Linked DNA regions of Mus musculus: all the other regions are linked to region 4. Evidence: chromatin contacts called from public Micro-C and promoter capture Hi-C data. All regions are on one chromosome and are shown on one strand. The core of a region is the stretch at or near the end of the contact, and the rest is flanking DNA. Distances in the headings are between cores, read along the strand shown.

Region 1 (2,700 bases), core at 112-2,611, 930 kb before region 4:
TATCTCAAGTTTCTGTTTGACTCCCACCAACAGCCACAGCTTTAGAGTAATCACATTATGCTCTTAAAATAGCCAATTATTTTTACTTAAGACTTTTTCATACAATATACTTTGATATACTTTTTATTATTTGTTTGTTTGTTTGTTTGCTTGCTTCTGAGGCAGGGTTTTTCTGTGGTCCCAGCTGTCTTGGAGCTGACTGTGTAGGTCAGGCTGGCTTCAAAACTGCCTCTGCTTCCTGAGTGCTGGGATTAAAGAAAGGTGTATGCTACCACATCCAACTTGATATGCTTTTTTAAAGTATGAGACTGGGGCCTGCAAGATGGTTCACTGGGTCAAAACAGTTGGCACCAAGCCTGAAGATCTGAATTCCCTAGCTCTGAGTTCCATCCCTGGAATCCACACGGTGGACAGGAACAACTGACTTCCTTTAGTTTTTCTCTGACCTCCTCATGATCTCTCTCTCTCTCTCTCTCTCTCTCTCTCTCTCACACACACACACACACACGCACACGCACACGCACACGCACACACACACGTAAAAGTAATTTAAAGAATGAGATTGAAAATGGAATGGGGATGTTGGAGGAGGGTGAAGAGAATTTCACGTAAGTGCCGTTTTCCTTTACCCAAGGGTAAATGAGAGTAGCTGCGGGGTGGGGTGCCTGCCTATCCTGGACAAGACCCCTGCCTTCATCCCCAGCACCACAAGAAACAAAGTTGCAACAATAAAACCTCAGGTTTAAACTGGAAGAGGATAGTAGACTATTAGAAACCAAAAGGAGGTGGAGCACCTGAAGTTAGACATGGCAAGCAGGTTGGAAACTGTCCCTCTTCTAGATCTCTGTCCAACAGCTTCAGCCTGGAGTTGTTAGCATAAAACTAAGGGATAAACTGCAAGGTCCAAGAAACCCTCCCTATGAGTTGGGCACCAAGCAGCTGGGATGGAGCACAGAGCACTGAGCACCTAGCACCTAACAGCTGGGGAGCAGAACTTTCTGTTTCATGCACTCCAATATTTGGGACTCTTACTCTGGATACAGGTAGAATCAGGGCTCCAGGAAACCACAATGCCTTTGGCTGGTAGCCCAACAATGTCTCAGTGTCTAACAGAACCAACAAGTCCACTTGAGGGATCTGCGGAGGTGGTAGCTATGGAATTCCAACAGGATGTTAACAACTTTTCCCTGAGGCGACCGCTGCTAGCTTTCTCTCCGCCCCTCGGAGGTGGGAGACCGCTAGTACTGCGCTACAGCTACAGCTCCTATTGGTGGAGGCTCCAAAACTCCTCCGCCCATTTCAGCCCACACGAGGAGCCCTTTGGTTCCAGCAACCATTCAGGGAAGGTCTCTATTGAGCCCAGGCACCAGTCCCCAATCCTCTGCAGTCGGTTTGATGCGCTGGGCAAAGCTGGACTAAGGAGTCTCATCTGGAAAAGAGGGTCCACGAAAAAGGCCAAAAGAAGCGCCAAAAGGAGGCTGCAGTTTGGAAAAGGGACAAGGGTGGCGCGGTTTGGACATCTTTTTGCGTTGCTGGGCGCGCGGAGTGCCTCTCTTGCTTCTCTTGCTTCGCCACCTATCCACAGTTCATGCAACCACGGGCACATCTCCTGCCCCAGAGCCCAAGTCCCTGAATAATGGAAGTTTCTAACCTCTCAGGCGCCACTCCCGGCCTTGCCTTTCCTCCGGGACCCGAGAGCTGCAGTGACAGCCCAAGTTCCGGCAGGAGCATGGGATCCACCCCAGGTGGGCTCATCTTGCCTGGCCGCGAGCCGCCCTTCTCTGCTTTCACCGTGCTTGTGGTGACTCTACTGGTGTTGCTGATCGTTGCCACTTTCTTATGGAATCTGCTAGTTCTGGTGACTATCCTGCGTGTCCGCGCCTTCCACCGCGTGCCACATAACTTGGTGGCCTCGACAGCCGTCTCGGATGTCCTGGTGGCGGCTCTGGTGATGCCTCTGAGCCTGGTGAGCGAGTTGTCCGTTGGGCGACGTTGGCAGCTAGGCAGGAGTCTGTGCCACGTGTGGATCTCCTTCGACGTGTTGTGCTGCACCGCCAGCATCTGGAACGTGGCGGCCATCGCCCTGGATCGCTACTGGACTATCACGCGCCACCTGCAGTACACGCTGCGCACCCGGAGCCGTGCTTCTGCGCTCATGATCGCGATCACCTGGGCACTGTCCGCGCTCATTGCTCTCGCCCCGCTGCTTTTTGGCTGGGGCGAAGCCTATGATGCTCGGCTGCAGCGTTGCCAGGTGAGCCAGGAGCCCTCCTATGCTGTCTTCTCCACCTGCGGAGCCTTCTACCTGCCTCTGGCGGTGGTGCTCTTCGTCTACTGGAAAATATACAAAGCCGCCAAATTTCGATTCGGCCGCAGACGGCGGGCGGTGGTACCGCTTCCTGCCACCACGCAGGTAACAGGGACTCTTTGTGGATTTCTCGGTGTGGATGTGGGGGTGGGGGTAGTGCGGAGGAAGGGTCCTGGAAAGAAATAAAAATAGAAAATGGAAGAGTAGAACGGAGTTTGGACTTTGGTGTGTAAGAGAGGAGAGGAAATGTCGCATCTGGAGCGCGGGAGAAGGCCATCTGCTCTTGAGCTCGTGGGGTGGCTTAGCGCTTGTATTTCTAGAGAACCACCTGCGGGATATGCACCTGTGAAAATTATTTTCTAAACTTGTACATGAGAACTAGCTCTGGAGCC
Region 2 (2,700 bases), core at 25-2,524, 530 kb after region 4:
CTGGTCCCACTGGTCAGAAGTTCCAGGGAGGGGCCCAGCAATGTGTGTTTGCAGCAGCCAGCATCTCAGCTAGCCTTCACTCAGAGTGGGAAAGCAAGAGGAGGCAGGGACATGTGTCCACACCCTATCTGTCTGCCCCAGGACTGGCTCTGGGGCTGAGCAAAGCTTTCTGTGGAATCAGATGAACTGGGAAGCAGAGAATGCATGTGAGGCCGCATCTTCCTGGTTTCCCTCATGGCTCCTTCCAGAGGATATAAGTGTATTCTTTTCAATGTCCATAGGTAAACAAGAGAGCAATCTGCTGGCCAGAACAAGATAGATGATTTATTCCATCTAATCTAGTCCTTAGTCAGCATCTTACTTTATTTTATTTTATGTAGGACCCCACCCACCTTCTTCCCCAGGCTGGAGGAAGGAAGTAGGAAATGCTAGCTGAAACCCTCGCCCTCAGACCACACCTTCCACCCTTTGGGGGTGGGAGTATTTTAGCATACCCATCTATACCCCCTCCCACTCTCCTTTACTTATGCGGCTGGGAAAAGAATCTAGGGCCTCCTGCTTGCTGCACTAAGCTCTTAGTCACCCCTCCACGCCTCCTCCCTCCTGTCCTTTCTCTTCCTCCCCCTCCTCTTCCTTCCCAACCCTCTCCTCCATTCTCTCCGTGATTACAGAGTCTGACCCTGTATCCCAGGCTGCTCAAATAACCCAGACTGGCCTTTAACTCAAGGCAATCCCTCTGCATCAGCCCTTCAAATGCTGGATTTACAGGAATCTGCCACCACATTTGACCTAGTGTTTGCTGATAGTTCCCGAGGGGACTAGGAGTCAAGGACGCCGTCACATCCTCCTTAACGAGTAAACTAAGACAAGTGAAGGTTCTGGTCCACTCACATGTCACAAAAGCTTTGTAACAGGCCAGCCAATCACATAGTATCTCACTTATTAACCAAGGCTCTGCGGTGTTAAACTAGCGGTCCAAGGTCACACACCCGGTGTAGAAACCAGAATCCTGGCGGGATCCTCCACTTTGCACCTAGGTGCTCCTTCCCGACTCTTGGCCCTTCAATCTTGGACTGGAACCAAATCTCCCAGTCCTCGAGGAATCTGCATCCAGGGGAAGATCGCGAGCCGGGTCACCGCTCACCCCTTCTCTGGGACCCAGGGCGCTGCTGAGTCAGCGTAACCCGAGCAGCCCAGTGACCGCGAAGCCCCCGCCCCCGGCTTGCGCCCCGCCCAGATAGAGGGCCAGCCCCGTGGCCGAGCACAAGTGCACGAGTGCGACAGCTAGGCCAGGCGACAGCGCTGCCTACCAGAGCGCAGCATGACGGCCATCGGCGCGCAGGTAACCTGAGGGACCCGCGGGGCGCAGAGCCGGGGTACAGTCTATCATGGGGGAGGACTGGGAACTCTCAGTGACTGAAACTTTGGGTTAGGGTGACAACTCCCCAAGGTGCCCAGGTCTTTCTGGGACACCCTTCCCCCGGAAGGTTCCTCTGAGAGGTCGGGGGGGGGGGGTACCTGCTACCCCAATGCAGCTCGCTCTGCACGGTCTTCTCGGCCTCTGATGAGCACCAGAGACCACCAAACTTTTTTGCAGGGTCACCAGTTAGGCTTTTCTCGGGGGTCGTTGAGAATCTTTAAAAACTGGGGGTCTAGAGTTGCGGACTGTCAGGGTAGACTTAGAAAATGCCAGGCTTGGTTTATGTAACGGACGAGGACGTTGCTCGCGAAGCCAGAACTTTCTGAGAGGGCGACTGCAAATATCATCTTCCTCCGAAGCGCGTTTGAGGAGTTAGGTGGAACTGAGGTGGGACTGGATTCGCTGGGGACCTGACACTCGAGGTAAACGGTTCCCAGGACAGGAGCGGCCGCTTCCCCTAAGATCTGGCTTCTTTTGGAGCAATGCTGAGTGTTTGTGTTGGCTGAGAATCTCTGCATTCCTGCCCGCTTCAAAAGGCGGTCGGAAGTGTCCACTACCCCGCGGGCCAGCTTCCTGCTCACCCAGGCATCCCGGTGGCTGGCTGTGCTCCAGGCTGTCCACTGTCCGGTCTTGCCCTGAGAAGTACAGAGGTCAGTTGACTCTGCCTCCAGGTGCTCAGGCCCTGATAATTTTAGGTACTGTTCCGCCCATTAATCATTATTTTTATCATTATCAGCACTGCTTGAGATAGACAGGATCTGTTCTTTGTTGCTCAGGATGCTCTTAGACTCCTGGGCTCAATTCACCCTGCTTCCTTAGCCTTCCAGTAGCTGGCATTATAAGAATAGGCCACCTCTACAGCTCTACCCATTCTACAGAGAGATAACTGAGGCTCGAAAGTAACCTGGCCACAGTGGGTAGCCAAGTGACAGGATGTACACAAATTCAGGTCTTCCCAACTCCGAACCTCACTCACACTTTTGGTAACAAGAAGAAAAGAAAAACCTTGCAAGGCCACCCTCAAACTCTTTTATCCAGAACTCAGTTGCTAGGGTGTGGTAGGGACTCTGATTCGGTGACTTGTTTTTCTTTGTTCCTGGGTATATTCCAGACCATCTCCAGGGAAGGGAAGGCACAGGAGGAATGGAGGAATGAGCCAAGGTGTGGGGGCACCCCTAAAGGAGATACTCAGAAACCAGTGTGGGTGTGGGAGGAGCTAAACTAACCCGCCATAGGTAGGAGCCCCTTTAGGGGAAGAGGGAGGAGGGAGGGGAGGAGGG
Region 3 (2,700 bases), core at 83-2,582, 830 kb before region 4:
ACAACCCAGACCCCATGAAACTTTACCTAACCCAGGGCCACACATACCCACCCTTCATCACCTGGACACAGAACACTTCGACTCTGTAATGAGTAGGATGAAGATGTAACAGAAGGATTTGTGAGGGGCACGGGGAAGCAAGATCGGCGCAGCTGAATAAGAACGGGCACTAGGCACAGTGTCAAATAGGCACACCACACCTCTGCCAAAGCCTGCCTTCCAGCCTTAGAAAGAGATCCAGGTGCCTTAGAGGTGTTCCCTAATTCTCTCTGGAAACTGGGACTCTTCTCTAAGCTCAGAGCTTTGAGTAAAGCAACTAGGAGGACAACTGGAAATCCCACAGCCAAGCTCTAACGGTAGCCCACCGTTAGAGAGTGGTTGCACTTTTCTTCCCAGCCTACGTGGTAGTCCTGTTCATAGGATCGAATGAGTACTGGCTGAGTACTCGACTAAACCATTTCTGAAAAGGTCCTCCCTCCTTAGAACACGCAGCATGTTCCTGTCCCGACACAGGCACCACAGGAGAGAGTGTCCTCAACTCTGTCATCACCCTGATGTGCGCAGAGCTTCCAAACTTCCTTCACCCTCCCCGGCCCGTGGGACGGGGGGAGGGGCAGGAGGCTACAAGCCGGGTAGGTAGCGTGCCTTCCTGACAAAAGGGAATGAAAGGCTGGCCACATGGGTCCCGCAGAAGGTGTGTGTCCCAAGGTCACCGCCCCCTGCACACCGGGAGCAGGACAGTCCCACCGCTCATCTCGTGACTGCTGAGACTCCTAAGCGCAGCAGCCTTGGCCCGGGGGAAGCCAGTCTCGCAATGTGAGGGGCCTCCAGACAACCCGAGATAGGAATTCCCGGGGACCTCGTGATGTGTGAGGTTGCATCTGGGCCGGGATCTGGATGTTTCCTCTGTCCCCAGAGGACCCAGGAACCCTTAAGTTTGCACCCAGCGACACGATGCACCCTGGCACGCCGGGGGACCAGTCAGCTGCCCCTCCAGGGTACCTAGGGCCCGCCTTGGGACAGACACACCTGAGCAACCATAGACAGTGTCCCCGCCACCCCAGGCTGGTCCCTGCCCGCCGCCCTGGGCTCGGCCCTCTCTCCCCAGCAACCCCAGGGTGTCAGGGACAGAGGTCCTCACCTCCGGGAGTCCCTGGCCCTCTGGCCCCTTGGGTAACCCCATGATCCAGATGCGCTGATGTGGAGCCGGAGAGAGCGGGCCCTACAACCGAACTGTGATCCGGGTGGGGTGCAAAGCGGAAACTTCCTTCACAGGAGCTGACACTACCACAGCAGGTCGGAGAACCGTGGCCCCGCGGAGCATGCGCACTAGTGCTGAAGCGAGGAACCACTGCGCCTGCGCAAGGACAGCCAGCACTGCTGGGCGGGGCTGGATCCCGAGTAACCGATCCTCCCCTCAGAGGAGGTGCTGAACTCAAGATTCCTCCTAAGGTACTTTTTCTTTCTTTTAAAAATGTTTCTCTTTCTTTTTCTTTTTTCTTTTCCTACTTTTTCCTTTCTTTCCTAAGTTTTCTTAAAATGCTTTCTTATTGTTCCTCTTTTTTTCTTTTTTTTTTGTTCCTTGAGACAGTGTCTTAGCCAGCCTGGCTTAGCACTTCCTAAGGATGACTTTGTTCCCCTATAGTTTATAGGAATGCGCCACCATGATCAGTTCCTTTTTTTTTTTTTTTTTTTTTTTTTCGTTTACAAAGTAGCACGTTTCCTTATGGCATTTTCATATATCCTTAGTTTTACTTGAACACCCACCCTCTTTTCTCTACCATCTCCTTGCCGGTCCCTTCCCTTCTTAAATCCTTCTACCTCTAGTATTTCTCCCTTCAACTGTTATATCACCAGAGTTCTTTTAACTATTCCCACTTTCTAGTTTCTTGGCCTTCACGGAGCTTCTTAAAAGCTATTTCCCTGTGTCGTGAGGATCTCTTGCCTTCTGGCTCCCTTTCCTTTCCCTGGGTATCAGATTCTGAGTTTGGTTCTTTCCAAGCCTGGCTTGGACAGCTCCCAGCTCCTGAGTCAGTCCCAGCTAAGACCCAGTTCCAGCCATGTTTAACACACTCTTGTGCCAGCTATTAACATGTGGACCTGGGGACAGAGAACTCAAAAAGAGATCATTACATTTGTTCCTTCCTAGTCTCTGCATTTTATTTCCAGGAAAATTTTGTTTTGGAAAATAATCCTCACCCATCTCATCCTGACACCCTGCATCTTTCTGGGGACATGTTTTGTAAAATGCAGAGTCCGGTGATCACATACGATTAGCTGCTGTACCACTTATGCAATGTGCCCCTTGTCTGTCCCAGAGGATGGCAGCTATACAAAAGGGTTGTCTTTTTCCTGCCAGCCCAGCACCTGCTGCAGAACAGCTTACCAGCCTATTTTCATTTTGTAAGAGATGGAGGCAGAAGTGACATGAAGTCTTCTGCTGTAGGAGAGATCTTTACTGAAGGACGGGTGGAAAACTGGAAAAACATATGCTTCTTGCCATTAAAGAGGTTTTGTGTTTGCTTCCTTTCTTCCTCTTAATATCTCTGATAACTTTTGATTGTTTTTTCTTAGATTTATTATTTTATTTTAGGTGTATGACTGTTGTGCCTGTATGTATGCCTACATACCATGTGCATGCCTCTGGCTCAAAGAAATTCGAGGGTATGAGGTTCCCCTGGTACCTGAATTACAGAAAAT
Region 4 (2,904 bases), core at 340-2,839:
AATCGAGCACAGGATCGGTTGTGACTAGGACCCGGGGCAAGAGAAATAAAACGTGAAGCTGATGGAGCTTCAAACTGGACTCTCCCGGGCGTGACGGCTTGAAATTCTAGAGCATGGCCTGGACACATATGCACATCCCGGCTCGGGTACTCACCAGAGGACGGACGGTCCGAATAGCGTGTGCAGTAGACCCAGGCGGGCCACACTAGGGGTTGCTGTGAGTCAGTCTTGACCACCGGCCCACCGTTAGCCGAACCCATGAGTAGGATCGCAGGGTTGTGTTCCGGGAACTTGGCGCCCTGCGCCCCGGGACTCCCCGCGTTGCCTCCACTACCACCGCCACTGTCCGAGGGCTTCGAGGCTGCTGCCGCCGCTGCCGCCACTGCCGCTGCAGCCGCTGCTGCGGCCGCGGCCGCCGCAGCAGCCGGGTTCCCGGCTTTGGATGCGCCGGCGCTGACAGCGGTGGCGGGCTGGGAGCCGTCGGGTGGGCCACAGTTCGCATCTGGAGCACACAAGAGCGAGGCAGCCCCCGAAGCTCGTGTGCCCAGAGAGTGAACGGGGTCTCTACCTGCACCAGTCTGGCCTCGGTCACGCTCCACGCGGCTTCCTCCTCCTGCTGCTGCGCCTCCTCCGGCTGCAGCCGAAGCCACCAGGAGCTGAGGCAGGGGCTGTTCCTTTTTGCAACCGAAATCGGGCCTTAGGATGTTATCGATGAAAAAGTTGGTGGTGCGGTGCAGCTGGGCCGCGGGCTGCGGCTGGTGAGCAGGCGCCGCGAGATGCTGCGGTGGCGGCGGCGGCGGCGGCGGCGGGGGCGGGGGATGCGGGGGGAGGTGCGGGTGATGGGCCAGGGGCGGCAGACAGGGTGCCGCAGGAGGCGACGGGGGCGCTGGCTGCGGGGACACCGGCACGCTGTCTCCATCGCTGCCGCTGCTGCCGCTGGCTCCTGGGCTCAGACTCAGACTGAGGCCGCTCGGGGCCGCCGCTGCCACCGCGCCGAGGCCCGAGTCGCGCTGACTTTTAGGCTCCGGCTGCTGTTCTTCCATGCTCGGCCGCCCGGCAGCCCTGGCCGCGGCGCCGGCCCCCGCCCCCCGCGCCTCGCTCCCCACCCCACTTTGCCAGCGGGCCCGTGGGGGTGCGCGGAGAGGAAGAAGGCAAAGCGAAGCCTCAGCGAAGGCACAGGGCGGATGCAGGCGGAAAAAAGAAAGGCGAGCGTCTGGCCTGGCTCTCGCCCGCTCTGGTGGAGCAAATCTCGCTCTCTCCCTCTCTCTAATTTGTAGACATCCAGATACAGTGAAGACACTTGGCTATTATTTTCTTTTCTTTTTCTTTCTTTCTTTTTTTTCTTTCAGCAACAAGATTTCAGTGATTGGTCTTAATGGGGGGATAAGCCACGGCTCAGAAAAAAAAAAAAAGAGGGGAGAAAAAAAAAGAGAAAAAGGAATTTTTTTTAAAGCTCCGAGACTTTTTCCTTAAAGGGAAAAAAATAATCTTTAAAGTCTAGCCATCTTCCTAGGCAGTAGAGGGGTTTGACTTCCCCAGTGTCACGCTCAGCTGTGCCCAGAGAGCGAGGCTGGCAGCGCCTTTAATCGTCTTTGCTTTTTTGCAGGGAGAGCGCGTCTCCGCCAGTGCCGGGCTCCCTTTTCCCCCCTGAAATCTCTGACAGCTCGGATCTTTGCACAAACTCTCTCGCTTAAAAAAAAAAAAAATCACCCAGGCACACTTTTTGCCTTCAAACCGGAAGCACGTGAGTCAGGGCCGCACGTGTGTGAGACCAATGGCGAGCCAGAACTCGCGCTGACACTCAGGGTTCGGCCCAATGGGCGCGCGCGGGACTTTGCGGATAAATAATCCGGGGGCGGCGGCCGTGGGTGGAGAGGGGGTGCAGAGGCTCAGGCCCCGTACGTCCGGCCTGCCCTGCCCCCATTTGTGCCCACGCCCCTCCCCCCTTCAGATCCGGACTGAAGAGGGCATGAAGAGATCCGAGAAAGCTAGAATTTGGGATGTAGACAGATAAGAGAAGCAAGTCCACAACTTGTTGGAGAAATACAGGACTATGGGTTCGTGTGTGCTGGGAACAACGAGAAGCGGCAGGGATTTGGGATACCATACACCCCCCTCCCCATCCCCGGTCGCCGATTTAGTTTATATTCTTATATTCCCACGTTCTCTCTCTGTCTCCCCCCCCCCTCTCTCTCTCTCTCTCTCTCTCTCTGTGTGTGTGTGTGTGTGTGTGTGTGTGTGTGTGTGTGTGTGTGTGTGTGTGAAAAACCAAGAGATCGGGCATGAGCGAAAGACTTAGGGCTAGCTACCTTCAGAGGTGTCGTTTGTTTCCCACTAATGGCAAACCCAAGAGGCCTGCTACACCTTGCTGGCACTGTTGGTTTGTGTCAGTGGCTAGCCACACTGTCGCTGAGAGATTCGTAACTATGCCCTTCCCTGTCTGGATCACCAACACCCACAAGCTGTCCGGACGCTGTGGAGCCACGTCCAGAGGCCATAGAAGAGCCCTAGTGCATTCTGCCCTTTTCTTCCTTGGCTAAGGGAAATCCGGATTGCCCTAGCCCGGTAGAGTTGTCTCAGAAGAGCACCTAAGCCAGGCGACATGATGTGCCTCCTTGCAAGGCCTAGGTTTGGGTTTCAACTTCAGTGAAACCTCTGTGTTAGATTTCCCTGCAAAGTAAAAATCAGAACAATAAAACTACCGCGCTTCAAATGTTTGCCTTGGCCGGCTGAAGATTCAACAACGGGTTACCCTAATTCTAAGCTGAATTCGCTGGAATTGCTGCCCACTCCTGGGCATCTTGGGGTGGGGCCCTGAGCACTTTCGCCTCCAGTCGCTTCCACGCTGCTGTATTCTGGGCATTTCCTCTTTTCCCGAGTGAAATACCTCAAAAGTTTTTCCTC

Evidence for each region. Promoter capture Hi-C pulls out the DNA fragments that hold promoters and counts their contacts. A called contact is a pair of places that touch in the nucleus more often than the background predicts.
Region 1: a contact with region 4 is called in a promoter capture Hi-C map of embryonic stem cells, with 5 times the contacts expected there. The contact joins the promoter of Htr5b here to the promoter of En1 in region 4. A contact is called at or near these places in 18 of 39 promoter capture datasets (the 3T3-L1 cell line, 3T3-L1-derived adipocytes, the C10 cell line and 10 more), 2 of 484 Hi-C or Micro-C datasets (both in embryonic stem cells), 7 of 115 datasets of contacts at active chromatin or transcription factors (bone marrow-derived macrophages, craniofacial prominence, embryonic forebrain and 2 more) and 3 of 9 other capture datasets (adipose tissue, embryonic stem cells and liver).
Region 2: a Micro-C map of embryonic stem cells shows a contact between it and region 4, with 2.1 times the contacts expected there. The contact joins the promoter of Tmem37 here to the promoter of En1 in region 4. A contact is called at or near these places in 3 of 39 promoter capture datasets (embryonic stem cells, pre-B cells and stem cell-derived epiblast-like cells) and 2 of 484 Hi-C or Micro-C datasets (both in embryonic stem cells).
Region 3: a contact with region 4 is called in a promoter capture Hi-C map of the HPC-7 cell line. The contact joins the promoter of Ccdc93 here to the promoter of En1 in region 4. A contact is called at or near these places in 11 of 39 promoter capture datasets (the 3T3-L1 cell line, the HPC-7 cell line, cranial neural crest and 7 more), 1 of 15 datasets of contacts at CTCF or cohesin (the NIH/3T3 cell line), 14 of 484 Hi-C or Micro-C datasets (CD8 T cells, DN3 thymocytes, LSK cells and 10 more), 27 of 115 datasets of contacts at active chromatin or transcription factors (T-cell acute lymphoblastic leukemia, astrocytes, bone marrow-derived macrophages and 18 more) and 3 of 9 other capture datasets (adipose tissue, embryonic stem cells and pancreatic islet).

The regions. Positions count from the first base shown.
Region 1 is chr1:121,527,126-121,529,825 of GRCm38.p6, reverse strand. Htr5b (5-hydroxytryptamine (serotonin) receptor 5B) reads left to right here and starts at 1,361. Exons shown (of 2, transcript NM_010483.3): 1 at 1,361-2,413. The coding sequence starts at 1,637.
Region 2 is chr1:120,072,354-120,075,053 of GRCm38.p6, reverse strand. It overlaps Tmem37 (transmembrane protein 37), which reads left to right and starts at 1,274. Exons shown (of 2, transcript NM_019432.2): 1 at 1,274-1,342. The coding sequence starts at 1,322.
Region 3 is chr1:121,429,699-121,432,398 of GRCm38.p6, reverse strand. Ccdc93 (coiled-coil domain containing 93) reads right to left here and starts at 1,332. Exons shown (of 24, transcript NM_001025156.2): 1 at 1,142-1,332. The coding sequence starts at 1,183. Gm35243 (a long non-coding RNA gene) reads left to right here and starts at 1,331. Exons shown (of 2, transcript XR_387343.4): 1 at 1,331-1,452; 2 at 2,170-2,700.
Region 4 is chr1:120,601,172-120,604,075 of GRCm38.p6, reverse strand. En1 (engrailed 1) reads right to left here and starts at 1,589. Exons shown (of 2, transcript NM_010133.2): 1 at 155-1,589. The coding sequence starts at 1,043.